Regions from separate parts of the Mus musculus genome. Here all the other regions are linked to region 3. Evidence: chromatin contacts called from public promoter capture Hi-C data. All regions are on one chromosome and are shown on one strand. Each heading gives the region's core, a stretch centred on a gene start, on an enhancer-like site or on the middle of the called end of the contact. The rest is flanking DNA. Distances are from core to core; before and after follow the strand shown. Region 1 holds the start of Tex264 (testis expressed gene 264). Region 2 holds the start of Glyctk (glycerate kinase). Region 3 holds the start of Nckipsd (NCK interacting protein with SH3 domain). Region 4 holds the start of Rad54l2 (RAD54 like 2 (S. cerevisiae)). Region 5 holds the start of Dusp7 (dual specificity phosphatase 7).

Region 1 (2,737 bases), core at 57-2,556, 2.1 Mb before region 3:
TTTCCAAAAAGGCACTTCATCTTTTGGCCCTCGCTTATCTCAAGGCTAGAAGCTCTCAATATCTAGGCCATAGCCTGTCTTGGGAGTGACAAGCACTGCCACACACTTCTGTTTAAGGGAACTTAGCTCCCAACCTGTCTCTTCCTTCCACTTCGCAAACTGTTCAGAAAAAGGGGGCTATGTTTCTGCCCATCCCCAGAGCTTTGGTCAGCCAAGGAAGAAGTAAGGCAAATTTCCCCACACCCAATAGAGAAAGGCGAGGACAGGGGATGGGAAGGCTCACCGAAAAAGTCAGGCTCACTTTTAGCAACTCATAGCATCCAGTCCAGCAGGGCTCCAGTACTCCGGCGCTAGGGGGGCAGAAAGGAACAGTCATCCCAGCCCTAGACACAGGCAGTGAGCAAAGCAGGCCCTGAGTAACCCTGTTCCAGGGAAAGCCCACAGAACGGGGACCCGTCTACAAACGCGCCAACCCCACCCTCAGATCGCGCGGGGGGGGGGGGGGAGTCAGGCCAAGTCCAGCTTCACAACGTCATGCCTATGATCTTCACTGGGCCCGACTACCACACTTGGCGCCAACGCAACCCCTGCTGCTGACCTTGGGCAGCGTGTGCCCTCTCTTGGGCCTCAGTTTCCACTAATGTCAGAGGTGCAGGGTAGAGATGACTTCCTTGGCCCGCAAGCGTCGGAGTAGGGACTAGGCGCAGGCTTCCGGAGGCCGCTCACGTGCGCTCTGCGGAGGGCCGGGCCCTTAAAGGGACCTGCGCCGGCGAACTTGGGTGCTAGCAGCCGGGGGGCCTTGGGGTCGCCGCTTCGTGCTGTCGGCTTCCTGCCGCCCCGGCTCGCTTCACGGCCTCCTGCACCTCTGCAACTTCAGACACGCTAAAGTTTGGAGCGGCGACGCGACGCGCGGCCACAGGCAGCGCTGCTGAAAGGTGAGGGCCCCGCCCGTTCCCCTCTAGTCCCACGGACCCCGGACGTTCCCGCACCCAGCACCGAGGCAGGATCCGCGCCGAGAGGTCAGGACCGCCTCCCCGTCGCTTTCAGGCCCGGGAAGCAGGCTGGGCCAGCAGTGAGTCAGACGCGGGGCAGAGGGCGGCTCAGGCCGCGGGGAGCAGGCGGGAGGGGATGAGGGGGAGCCCCGGCAGACACCCCGTCGGGAACGCCTCGCCTCTGGCCCCGCCCTCACCTCAGCGGCGGCCCCACGGACGCGGACGGGCGCCGGAGGAAGATAGGGGCTCAGTCGTGGAGCCTGTGTGCGCTTGCCCCTCGCGCTCGCTCCGCCCCTTTCGCGGCGGGACGTGACCGTGGCTGTGGGCGCGTGCGCTCCAGATTTGGAGGGCGGAGGCCTGCCCCGCCCCGTCTCCTTGGTAACATGCACGCCTCCCCCGCCGCCTCCCCCCCCCCCAGCTGGGTTGGGCCCACAACACACATTCCTGCTTCCAATGAAGGGGAACTCCTGAAGGTGATCAAGCAACAACCAACCAATACCCCAAGGTATCCTGGCCGACAGGGAGGGAAGGGAAGGCGCAGGGGTGAAGGCGGGCTCCAAGCACCGGGAAAGTCAGCCTGTTTGCCTGCTCCAGAAGCCCAGGAAGCCAAAGCGGGACTGAATAGTGTTTGTGCATTTTAGAGAGGATCCGCACAGCAATGTCGGCCTCTTACTAACTGAACCAGTCTTACTCTCGCCACCTTCCCTCAGAACCTTCTCAAGTCTGGCCGCTTGCTCAGGTCTTAACAGCTGAGGAAGCTATGGATAAACAAAAGATGCTCTGAACAATCTCTGGAGAATGCAAATTTAAGTGTCTTCACTCAGCCACCCATCAGGGATTCTCTGAGCATAGGGACGACCATCCCTCCATCCAACCTTTATTATGGAAACACTGAGTGAACCAAATGAAAGCCTTGGCCTCCGGAAGTTCACTCCAGGGAACACCTCTTTTCAAAGCTTCTACTTCACAGCCCTGGCTGTGGTTGCTGGGAGTTTCTACTAAGTTAATATAACTTAGGTAACTCCCAAGTCAAGGGTAAGCTCCTTCAATACAGGTTCAATCTTGAGCTAGGATCTGATGACCTATGAATCTCAAAGCACTGTACTGAGGGCACCTCCTGAGACGCCCAGATCTATGCTGGAAGTGAGGAAGGCCACTATGCTTGTAAACTTGGCTGTTTATAAATCTTGATGCCAGACAGGCTGGGCCAAGGACTATATTAGTACTTCTGACAAGATTGCTTTATGGAAAGTTGATCACCCAAAGAGCATATAAGATGACTTTGGAAAAAGCCAGCAGCCATGGGGTAACATGTGATCTTGAATGTCATCCACAAGACAAATGTCCCAATGCTGTAGACAGGCTGGTAAGAAAAAGCAGCTAGCTACTCAAAAGTCTTCAAAGTAGAGAGGGCAGGAAAGTCATTATAGCTATTTTACCGTGAACATCAAACATGGTAATGATTGGCTGCTTCGGGCAGGTGGGCTGTACACTAGATAGGGTTCTTGAGACACGAAGGGCACATGGCCCAGGTTCAGAGCACATGTTAATTCTGTCTCTCTGAAACTCATTAGCCTGTGTCAGGAAATGACTGTCAGGAGACACTCTTTCTTCATCCTGCTGTCTTGGCTCACTTCCCTTAGCCTGGGTGGGAACTCTAGAACTCAGTATCAGAGTTGCAGGTATGCCTGAGGAATGTCAGCACTCTATTGTAGGAGAGCCTGCAACTGGGAATCAGCCCACCA
Region 2 (2,700 bases), core at 22-2,521, 2.7 Mb before region 3:
GAGAGATCCATGGGGTCTGGAAACTCAGCTTCAGGAGCACGAATGACACCGCTGCAGACAGCAATGTCTTCCAAAGGTTCTGATGTGTGTCAGTGTTAGTACCCAGCTGTGCCTTCACCATTACAGATGTTCAACAGGGTGAACTTCCAGCTGAGGAGAGGTGACCAACCTGACACCACTCACTAGGTACCCTCCAGGTTCCTCACTGTCTGCCATGGTCCTGACTTCACCCTGTGACCATATGGTACTCGGGGCACCCCTGTCGGCTGGTCCCACACCTGAGATGAGCACCAGCAGCAGGTCATCTGCAGTGAGCCCCTCTGCCAGCTGCTGGATGGTCAGCGCGGCCCGGAGTGCATCCCGATCCGGTAAGTTGTCCTCGGCGCCCTCGAACACCTGGATGCGGCTGTGTGGCTTCAGCAGCATCTCTCTGAGAAGGGAGAAGGGATGGGGGTGGGCTCCTCTCCTCCGACCTGACTTCTCAGCTGTACAGGTGAAAGCGGCCCACTGATAACCCATTTAGAAACCAGGCCAGACCCAGGAGATAGGGAGATCAAAGAGGAAGGGAGGTGTTCTTCCAAAGGACAGTAGAGGGCGTCCCCCTGCGCCCATAGACTCTTACTTCTTTCCAGCATGTTCCATAGCGGCTCGGATCCCCTTGGGTACGCTGATCACACCCTGCACAAGATGCTGAGCCAGCAGCTCCTCGGCAGCAGCTGCCATGCCCAGTACGGCCTTGCCGAAGCCCACTAGGTAGAGGTTTTCCCGCAGCTGGAAAGTCCGGTCCCGCACCTTCAGCTGTCTGCCACTAGGATCCAGGGACAGTGTCCTCTGCAGCATGGGGCCTGGCTGCACAGCACCCACTGCACTATCAAACAGCTGCCGTGCCTGTTCTGCCAAAGCCATACCACTGGTCATCCGGGCCACTGGGGGCCCCCAGAGGAGTGGACGGGATGGGGCTCGGAGGAGACAGGGCAAGACCTGTAGGGCCGCAGCCATGCCCCGCTTCTCTCAGCACAGCCTCGTGTCCATAGCTGCCTAGAGAGGGAGGAGAAGGAGTGAGGCCACGGACAGAACCCCACCATCCATCATGGCCACCCCTCCGAGGGCTCAGGACTGGCGGACTCCATAACCTGAAATGAAACCTGGAGAAGTCATGAAGCCTGCAGCAAACCTGATCTTACACCAGCCCTGAAAGCCCAGCCCTGATGCCCAGCCACGTCCTCTTCTGTAGACCACACACCAGTCTTCTGGACACTCTGCTCCAAGTCCAAAGTTCCTGTTAAGTGGACCTTCCTCCTAGGTCACCTCCTTTGCCTAGAAGTTAATCATTCATGAAGGACGCCGTTCCTACCAGCAGGCCCCTGGGCCATTCTTCTTCCACATCCTGTACTTCCAAAGCCCTCACACCACGGCAGTGCCCCCTTTCTGGCATTTATGCCTTAGACGTTCCTTTACCACTTCTACTGCCAAGAAAAAAAAAAAAAAAGGCTATTGGTTGTCTAGCCAACTGACCCGGAGTCCATTGACCTCTAGCCTGCTCTGTTAGCTCATACAACCAGTCTGGCAAAGCTGGGTCCATGTGGAAAGGCTGCAGATTTACCAGTGCACACAGCCTAAGGAAGCTCAGGACTCAGGCTAGTTCAGCAAGTGGTCCAGGCACGAATCAAGAGTAACCACAAATCTCACTCAAGGTCAGACCTTCAGCAAGTCCCCAGGTTATAAGCAAAAGGACATGTGCTATGGGGCTCAATCTATAGGACAAGACCAGACACCCTTGTCCCCATACAGCTGGTCATGATCAGCCTTGCCAGGAACATCCCTTTCTGGCTCCATGATAGCAAAAAACAAGTCCTGAGTTACACCCTTCACAACAAAAACAGCCCAGTGCTAGAGCAGGCAAAGGCCGGGTTCCAGTAATGAAGCCCAAACAATCATTTTCTCCACTGGGCAGAGTGAAGGACAGAAAGGTCTTGGGGTAAAGGTCGGGAAGCTACAGCGTAACTATACAGGAACAATAAAAGACTCAGCTGCAAAAAGATATCTAAGTTTAGGGACAGGAGGGTACTGAAGACTGTGCCCGGGCTGTCCATGTAACGAGCGAGCATGCGCTCTACCACTGAGCTACATTCAAGCCCCTAAAAAGGTAGAAAGACAACTGTATCCGTAAGCATGGGTGGAAGAGGGCGGAGTCTAGGGATGGGGTTCTAGCTTTTTTTAAAGCGTGTATTAGTATATCTTTTCTCACACTGAGCTCATTTGCAAGATGTGGGACACAATGAAGCCTAACTCTCACTTTTCAAGGGAACTTGAAAGTGTAGTCCTGTGGGAGAGACCTTCCCTAGCATGCATAAAGTCATCCAGTTCTCCATAGTGCTTGGGAGACTGACGCTCGTATTTTCCTGACACCTAGGGCTTTCTGATTCTCTGTACAAGCTGACAGAGAAAACTCCAGGTAACAGTTTATCCCACTCCTAAACAACGTAGCGCCTGCCAAACCTCCGCCATTTAGCCTTGTAGTTCCCAGCTAGCTTTCCCAGAAACTACTGTTTGTAAAAAGGAATACACAGGGCACTGCCGCGGGACGCCTGCAAACATGTTCAGTTTTCATGTATGGGATTCCCCGGGCTTGGTACTAAACACATCTTAGCATCCAAAACATAAAGCTCAGTCCTAGGTGAATTTTGTATCTCTTTCCCA
Region 3 (2,700 bases), core at 44-2,543:
GAGGGAGTTGGATTGCTGTTAGTTTCAGGCCAGTTGGTGCTGCTAGTGTGACCTTGTCTTTAGGGGGAAAAAGCCAGGTGTGGTGGCACCTGCCCTAAGTCCCAGCATTTGGGAGGCAAAGGCAGATGGATCATTGGATTTAAGGCCAGCCTGGTCTACATGGTTCCAGAACAGCCAAAACTACACAGTGAGACCTTGCCTTGGAACATTGTCTGATGGTGTGTATATCCTGTGCTCCTTAGATTAGTGGAGAGTATGCAAGGATCCTTTAGGCCTTCTTCACTACGACCGAGGGATGCCAAGGATTTCAAAGATGTGGATGGCTAGGCTGAATATTAAACTGAAGGTCAGGGATGCTTTTTCTTTCTTTGAGACGGATTCTTACTATGAAGCCCAGGCTGGTCTTGATCTTGGCTTTCTACAGCTCTGCCTCCTGGATGCTGGGATCATGCCACCATTCAGAACTCAAAACATGCTTTTTAAACCTCATGTGTTCAGTCCCTACCCTATCAGCCTTCTGCCCTAACCATTTTTTTTCCCCAGTGCCATTTGTGATGTTGGGGCAGGACAGGGTTGGTAACAGACAGCCTTTTAAAACAGGAGATGCATGTATACACGCAGTTTGATTCGTTATGAGTAAATATGACCTTAGGTCATAGACTTAAATCCTTTTGTAACAACAAAAATGGCAAAAGGATAGTCATTGACAAGTTGGGGCGTGGTCCAGAAGGGAGTGTTCAAATAGAACAGATGCAAGACTCAAGATAGGAAAGAAGCCAGTATATATGAAGGGAGTGTATATGTGGTGGGTAGCAAAGATGCATTCTGGACAGTACAACCTGGTTTTGTCCCTTGCCCTCCACACTTGTCCACCACCTCAGCGACAGAGTAGGGACTTTGTACTAAGGCACTGTGAGGCCTAGATGCGCTGGGGAGACCCCTCCCCAGAAAGAACTTCCAAATGTCTGATCAGGATTCCTCAAAGCAAAACACCATATCCCCGTCCCCAGGGACGCACTGGCTATAAGCATCCTTCATCAGGAGGTGGGAAGGAACGCAGCGCTTGCACCTGAGCTGGGAAAGGAGGAGGAAAGCCAGGGAGAGGGAGTTAGGACCCTAAGTCAGCTGACTGGAGTCTGAGGCCTGAAGGAACTGGAGACTCCCACCCCGCCCCGCCAAACCTCTCTCGGCCGCGAGGGGGCGCGGCGCTCCAATACTGGAGCCGACTCGCTCCTGGGGCGGGGTTCCGGCGGTCGCGCATGCGCACGCGCGGCGTGTCACGGGGCGGGGCGGGGCAAGCGCCGGGCGGCGCGGCACTCAGGGCCTGGCTTCCCGGCACCGCAACCTTCGTCGCGTACCCAGCCCCGGCGCTTCGCGGCCCGGCCCGGCCCGGCCTCATGTACCGCGCGCTGTATGCGTTCCGCTCCGCGGAGCCGAACGCCATGGCGTTCGCTGCAGGCGAGACCTTCCTGGTGCTGGAGCGCAGCAGCACGCACTGGTGGTTAGCAGCACGGGCGCGCAGTGGCGAGACCGGGTACGTGCCGCCTGCCTACCTGCATCGCCTGCAGGTGAGTGTGTCCCTCCGTCCCAGGCCTCTCGACCGAACCCCTTCACCAGCACGCAGAACCGATCCAGGAAGCTCAGTCAGATTCTTCGGGACTTCTACCAGACAAGGAGGTTGAGACTCTGACCTTAAGTCCCAAGAGCCGTAAGGACTGAGACCCCTCCGGAAGGGCCGTCAACACCCACCCGAGACTAGGCCTTTGACATTTAACCGCAGGCCCGTGAAAAGCTTAATTCTGGAACAGGGACTCTCTGTCATCGATAATCAGAGCCTCCATCTGCATTGAATTCTCGAGCTGGATCCAGAGACTTCCAGTCCATTCATTATCCAAGTCCCTTAGACCTCCAAACCCTATTCGTTCCCCTTTCCTGAATCCCTAGGATGCCCATCTCCCATCAATCTGTAGCCTCCACCTTTAACTGTAAAGATCACCGTGCCCACCACTGACTGTGCCACCTCATACACCACCTGTTTCCTCAACCACCCTCCAGGTTCTTAGTCCCCACCCCACCCACACACTTGGACCCCAGAGCCACAGGCATTCCTGTCCCTTATGCGAGTCCCAATTCCTGTAGTATCTCTGTATCCCGAACCCGCCCACCTATCAAGCTCTCCCCAAGGACAATTCCCCAACCCTTCAGGAACCAAGGCCCCTGGCCCCTGCTGATAGACAAGGTTCCCTGGCACAGCCCCCACTTCTCCCAAGCCTCCACTCCTGACTTCTCTGGTTTCCTTCCTCTGAAATCTGGGCGCTCCATCCTGGAATGGGAGCTGTCCACACTGTGAGGAAGTGAGCCTCCTTCATGGTTTCCCGTTCTGAAGATGGCCTGGTCCCCTTCCAGTGGAGCCTGCTCCAGTTCCTGTTTGCTCAAGAGTAGTCCTGCTGCAGTGTCTCCAGCTAGCCTATTCTGACTGCAGGAGGAAGGGGACCCAGGGCAGTCTGGGCTATTCCAGACTCATAGTCCCTAGCTATGGAAACATCCTGTCCCAGCCCAGTTAAGGACAGAAATACTGTGATAAATTTGGAAATGTCATCTGGTCTTGCTAAAGACGAGGGACCCTTGGTTCTAGGGTCCTCCTCACAGACTCTCAGTCTCCTCTAGAGGTGTTCAGGTGAGAAAAATCTAAACTGTGTC
Region 4 (2,700 bases), core at 109-2,608, 2.0 Mb before region 3:
TTTGTGGATCATTACAAACAATAGCCACAGTGCTAAAAACAAAATATGAGTCACAATTCAAAAAAGAGGGCAAAGGGGGAAAAAATGAACAGAGAAAAGCTTTAAAGTCAAATACCATTAAGAAATTTGTTACTTAAATGACTGCCGGCGACAGCCACCACACTGACTTTGGAGTAAGAAGGAAAGGTCCACACTGTCCTCTCCTCTAGAACAAATTCATTAAGCCCCCCCAAATACCCATTCCAGCTTCAAAGTCCAGGCATCAACAGTCAGCCACATCCGCCAGCAAGAGCAGTAATCTAACAGATCTGAGTCACACACTCCCCCGCAGTAAGAGGTCATTCTCTAGCAGGAAGCCCACTCTGCAAAGTGCTCTTGTTCTACTCCCAGACAGCCACCATGACCCACATAAAGCCAATTCTTCGACCCCAGAAGCTGCCGGCCATCTTCTCCCTCCCTCCCCAGCTCGCATCGGCCTTTTCCTAACCCAATGCAGCTAACACTACTCCTGTGACAAGTTTCCTACCTGAGAACCACTCTTAACTCGGATACATCTTAGCCGTGAAGGATCCATCTAGCTCCTAGCTCAACTCTTTTGTGCCCAACTAAGCTCGTGCCTTTCCAGGAACTACTCACCAATTACCTCAGAGAAGCTAAACTCTCCATGCCTCTTCTCCCCAAACCCGACTCAGCCTAACAAATTCTCAGACGGCCCGAGGGAGTTCAGAGACCCACACCTATGTCCACTAGGGACCAAGCCACAGGGGTCCCTAAAATTCGAACCACAATCCCTCTCCCTCAAACCACGGCACGGTTTGCCGGTGTTATAATATAACATCAGGAGCGCATAGCCACTGTAGTTCAGTCTCGGTAATTACGACTGCCTTCCTTGACAACGAAATCCCAAAATATCAAGCCACTGAAGTCCCGGGTGGATGCCAAGACCCCCTCCAAGCCTACAGTCACTGGAGTTTCCCAGGTCGGACGCAGCTCCCCCCAAGGCCCAAGCCGCCAGGAGTAGCTTGCTACCCCAGGCTGCTGCACGCCGGGGACTCTGGCCGCGTCCCCATTGTTGCGGGTCCCAGCGGCCCCGGCAGGGAGTAAGGGGACCGCAGGGGCTCTCACCTCCCGTGCCACGGATCCGGGCCGCACCGGACCGGGCTGGGCCGTAGGACCTCGCGTTCTGCCGCACCCTCTTGGACAGTGTCTGCGGCGGCGGGAGCCGGAGAAGCGGCTGAGGCGGGAAGCAGCCAGCCAGGCCCGGGCGCCGCAGGCTGGCTCTGGCCGAGGGTCGGTCTTCTCCGGCGGCGGCGCTCTCAGCCTCCGCTCGCGGTCCGCGCCAGAAAGCTTCCCCCTCCCGGCCCTCTCACCCGGCCACCCGGGCGGGAACACAAGCCACCCGCAGCAAAGTTCCGCTGTGAGTCCTGTTGTTCTTTCCCAGGGAAAGACACTAAACGGCGATTCTTGGGTGAGTAAGGTGTATTTACTACAGAGGACCTTTTCATGAATAAGTGAGACTAAAAAAATAAAATAAGAAATAAAACAAAATCGAAAACAAAAACAATCCCATGCTAGAACCTGCCTGGAACTGGTAGAGCCAACTGAATGGATTTTACTAACTACCAAAAACACACACTTATCAGTACAAATGAGCCTGAGCTCCTACACTTCTCAATTTGGTATTACGTCAAAACATACCGGGAACGAGATAGTGCGGATATGAGGTGTAAATTCGTTGAGGGTGCTGTCAAAAGTCAATGCTACTACAGCTGTAGCTTCCAACAAAAGTTGTTCTTCCTTGAATTGATGCATGCCATTGTAATTCTCGGTCTTCCTCCCTTCCTCCCTACCTGTCCGTGGTTCCTGTTGACTGCAGCTGTCTCCAGAAAACTAGCAGAGGCGACGGCCGAGTTGGGAGGGGGGAGTACTGCGGAGGGGGGATCGCACTCAAACGTAGGTTTCTCCCTGAAGTTGGAGATTGTTATGCTCCACTTTCTTATGAGCTGTATTGTTGTCTCTTTCCACTACATTACCTTGGCTCTCCACCCGCAACCCCCACCACCGCCAAAGTGAATATGAGCGAAAGATGAAAATATTGGGTATGTGGGTCTGGTTTTTTTTTTTTTTAAGTTTTTTTTGTTTGTTAGGTTCATTATTGGTTTTTGTTGTTGTTGTTTTGGTTTTTCGAGACAGGGTTTCTCAGAAATCCACCTGCCTCTACCTCTCAAGTTCTTGAATTAAAGGCATGTGGCACCAGTCCAGTTATTAGAACCATCTCTCAAATTACAAAAGTTTAAATATGTACAGATAATAGCCCTATAAATGACCAGAGGGACAAAAATGAGACCAGAGACTCTAAAGGAGCCTTACTTATTATCTCTCTTCACATAAGTGAGCTTATATGAAGAACTTATTTCTCTTTCATAACTGAGCTTGGAGTAACAGGAGCCAACAATGGCTCCCCGCCCTCCCCCACCGCCGTCCCGTTCCCCCCTCCCTCCCCGTGATAGAAGTTTCTTCTATTCTTTCCTCTCAGGAAGCCACTGTTCTGAAACATATAGATGGCTATTGATGGCTCTTCATTCAAATAAACTTAAAAGAGCTGGGCAGTGGTGGCGCACGCCTTTAATCCCAGCACTTGGGAGGCAGAGGCAGGTGGATTTCTGAGTTTGAGGCCAGCCTGGTCTACAGAGTGAGTTC
Region 5 (2,700 bases), core at 54-2,553, 2.4 Mb before region 3:
ACAAGACCCTCCCTGGCTGCCCTACTGTGGCCTTTCTCTAAGCGAATGTAGAAGAGGGCTCCTGCGGCTGAGAAAAAAAGGGAGGGGGGAGAACATTTAATTGGGAGATGGAGATTGAAACTGTAGCCCGATCGGACACCCCTGACACCGCAATCCCGGGTTAGGGTCAAGTTGGCTCAGAGATGACTAGCCCGGGACGGAGTGAGGGACTAAGCCTCAAGTTGGGATCCCCAGCCTGTTAAGAGAATGCACTCGGGGCTTGGGAGGAACAGCTCCCTCCAAGGAAAGACCGCCTTGGTCTGGTCAAAACCTTGCGGTCGGTCCTGCCGCTTTGTTTGAGCCCTACCTGCAGAGCCACGTACCTCCTGAGCCCCACCCGCCTGAGAGCCCGAACAGCACGCTGGACGAGGCCCCGCCCACTTCCAGCTGGGTGGACCCGCCGCGGGACCCGCCTCCTTTCCCCGCAGCCTCTTTCGGCGGCGATTGACTATCTGCCGAGCGCGTGCCCGCCTACCGCGAAACTTGATTGGTGCCTGGAGAGAGAGGTAGGCGAAGGGAAGCTGATTATGGAGCGCTCCCTCCCTCCTACCCGCCCCAATAGGAAAGTCACGTGGCGCTTCACTCCGGGCCAGTCACCACCGCACTTGTAAAAGCTTTCTTAAAGAGCTCGCGTTCCCTTACCCAGGGTTGGTCCTTTCAGAATTCCTCCACTTCTGCCTGCGATTTGCGAGAGCGGTCCTTGAACACCCCCCCCCCAACCCAAGTCACCTATTCCCTCAGCAGACCCTCCAACTCAGGTCTGGAACCTATGGCCATCAAGGGTTGGGATGATGCGGTCATCTGAAACTAAGACCGCCTAACACAGAGCACGACACGTAGTAGGAATTCAGTTTCCATTTGTTGAATGAACGCTATCAGAGAATGAATGAGGATAACAGACAAGAGGAGGGAAGACTGGCTCTGGGTGACCGCCCCCTGCCCCCAATCCTGAAGAAATTCTGCTTCTGTAAATGTTAGGTGGGGTCCCAGTGCAGCCTTTCTGCAAGGCACAGATGTAGGCGCTCAGCCAGAGATCTGCGAGGCCGCCTTGGCTCGCCCCTGGGCAGGTGGTAGCCAGGTCCCGGCTAGGCGGGCCCGTAGGAGCCGGCCGAGGGCGCTCCCGCGCCGCTTGCGGGGGAGGGGCTGCGGAGGCGCGGTGCCTTTAAGCCCAGGCGCCGGCCTCACGGCCCCGCCTCCCGGAGGACGCCCGGGCGCGCGGCCGCCGGAGCCGCGGTTTAATTGGGGCTGTCAGGCCGCGGCACGCGCGGAGGGCCGGCCGGGCGGGACTGAGGCCGGAGGCTGGGAGGCCGGGGCGGCGGGCGCGCGGCTCGGCGGGAGGCGGGCGCCCGGAGACGCGGCTGGGGCCAGCGCGGCCGGGGCGCCGTCCCAGGGCTGGGTTGCCCGGCCCCGGCCCCGGCCCCGGGATCCCCATGAAAAACCAGCTCCGCGGGCCCCCAGTGCGGGCGCACATGTCGACTTCGGGGGCGGCGGCGGCGGCGGCGGCTGGGGGCACTCGGGCGGGGTCGGAGCCCGGTGCGGGATCTGGGTCCGGCGCAGGCATCGGAGCGGGAGCGACGACGGGAGCGGGGGCCATGCCCTGCAAGAGCGCCGAGTGGCTGCAGGAGGAGCTGGAGGCGCGCGGTGGCGCGTCCCTGCTGCTGCTAGATTGCCGGCCGCACGAGCTCTTCGAATCGTCGCACATTGAGACGGCCATCAACCTGGCCATCCCGGGTCTCATGCTGCGCCGCCTGCGCAAAGGCAACCTGCCCATCCGCTCCATCATTCCCAACCATGCCGACAAGGAGCGCTTCGCCACGCGCTGCAAGGCGGCCACCGTGCTGCTCTACGACGAGGCCACGGCGGAGTGGCAGCCCGAGCCCGGCGCCCCCGCCTCCGTTCTCGGCCTGCTCCTGCAGAAGCTGCGAGACGACGGCTGCCAGGCCTACTACCTCCAAGGTGAGGACAGAACCTAGACCCCAGGCGGTATTGGGGCTGCGCCTCTGCTCCCTGGCGCCCTCGCTGCAGGCTGTTTCCTTTCCACTCGCTTGGCCAGGCCGGGCGCCACGTCGCCCCTGGTCCGAATCCGCCCTTCTGGGAGCCATCCCCTAAGGTGTGGATTTAGCCAGGCACAGGGAACCCGATCTGTGTTCTCTTTCTCAGCACCGTTCAGTGGCTGAAACAAACTTTCCCTTTCCTATTTAATTTTTTTCTCTGTGGATGGGTAGACAACAGCGCACAGGCTCCAGTTGAGCTCGGAGGAAGGGAGAGATCGGTACTGGAACCCAGAAAAGAGCAGGGCCCACAGGAATTTATGTCATTAGGAAGATAGGATCGGGAAGGTACCTTTTTCAGTATCACCCACCCTCCAGTGCATGGGCCCGTTTATGATGGTTTCTCTGGGATCCCACTATGGCCCCTATCAATCAGAATCACGGCTTGGAGGCACTTCTGCAGATGTGTGGGCAGTGGCCCAGGTGTGAGTGTGTGTGTGTGTTGGGGAATGGGGAATGGGCCTCAGTTCGCTGCCCCTGAGTTTATGGAAGGGGGAGACAGGCAGCTTGCCTGCGGGCCAGGGGGTGAGGGGAGCTATTGGCTGCAGCCGGTGTTTCCAATTAACATTCCAAAATGGCCTCTTGCTGGCAGCAGACAGGCTGGGAGGGG

The links. Promoter capture Hi-C pulls out the DNA fragments that hold promoters and counts their contacts.
Region 1: a contact with region 3 is called in a promoter capture Hi-C map of liver, with 4 times the contacts expected there. The contact joins the promoter of Tex264 here to the promoter of Nckipsd in region 3. A contact is called at or near these places in 2 of 39 promoter capture datasets (liver and pre-B cells) and 1 of 9 other capture datasets (liver).
Region 2: a contact with region 3 is called in a promoter capture Hi-C map of pre-B cells, with 5 times the contacts expected there. The contact joins the promoter of Glyctk here to the promoter of Nckipsd in region 3.
Region 4: a promoter capture Hi-C map of pre-B cells shows a contact between it and region 3, with 3 times the contacts expected there. The contact joins the promoter of Rad54l2 here to the promoter of Nckipsd in region 3. A contact is called at or near these places in 3 of 39 promoter capture datasets (liver, maxillary cranial neural crest and pre-B cells).
Region 5: a contact with region 3 is called in a promoter capture Hi-C map of liver, with 4 times the contacts expected there. The contact joins the promoter of Dusp7 here to the promoter of Nckipsd in region 3. A contact is called at or near these places in 2 of 39 promoter capture datasets (liver and pre-B cells).

Annotation. Positions count from the first base shown.
Region 1 is chr9:106,684,646-106,687,382 of GRCm38.p6, forward strand. It overlaps Tex264 (testis expressed gene 264), which reads right to left and starts at 1,307. Exons shown (of 6, transcript NM_001081654.2): 1 at 1,190-1,307; 2 at 284-350.
Region 2 is chr9:106,156,867-106,159,566 of GRCm38.p6, forward strand. Glyctk (glycerate kinase) reads right to left here and starts at 1,272. Exons shown (of 4, transcript NM_174846.4): 1 at 623-1,272; 2 at 279-430. The coding sequence starts at 999. It overlaps D030055H07Rik (a long non-coding RNA gene), which reads left to right. Exons shown (of 7, transcript XR_003948237.1): 6 at 127-368.
Region 3 is chr9:108,807,087-108,809,786 of GRCm38.p6, forward strand. Nckipsd (NCK interacting protein with SH3 domain) reads left to right here and starts at 1,294. Exons shown (of 13, transcript NM_030729.4): 1 at 1,294-1,568. The coding sequence starts at 1,398.
Region 4 is chr9:106,787,855-106,790,554 of GRCm38.p6, forward strand. Rad54l2 (RAD54 like 2 (S. cerevisiae)) reads right to left here and starts at 1,359. Exons shown (of 22, transcript NM_030730.2): 1 at 1,126-1,359.
Region 5 is chr9:106,367,329-106,370,028 of GRCm38.p6, forward strand. Dusp7 (dual specificity phosphatase 7) reads left to right here and starts at 1,304. Exons shown (of 3, transcript NM_153459.4): 1 at 1,304-1,995. The coding sequence starts at 1,470.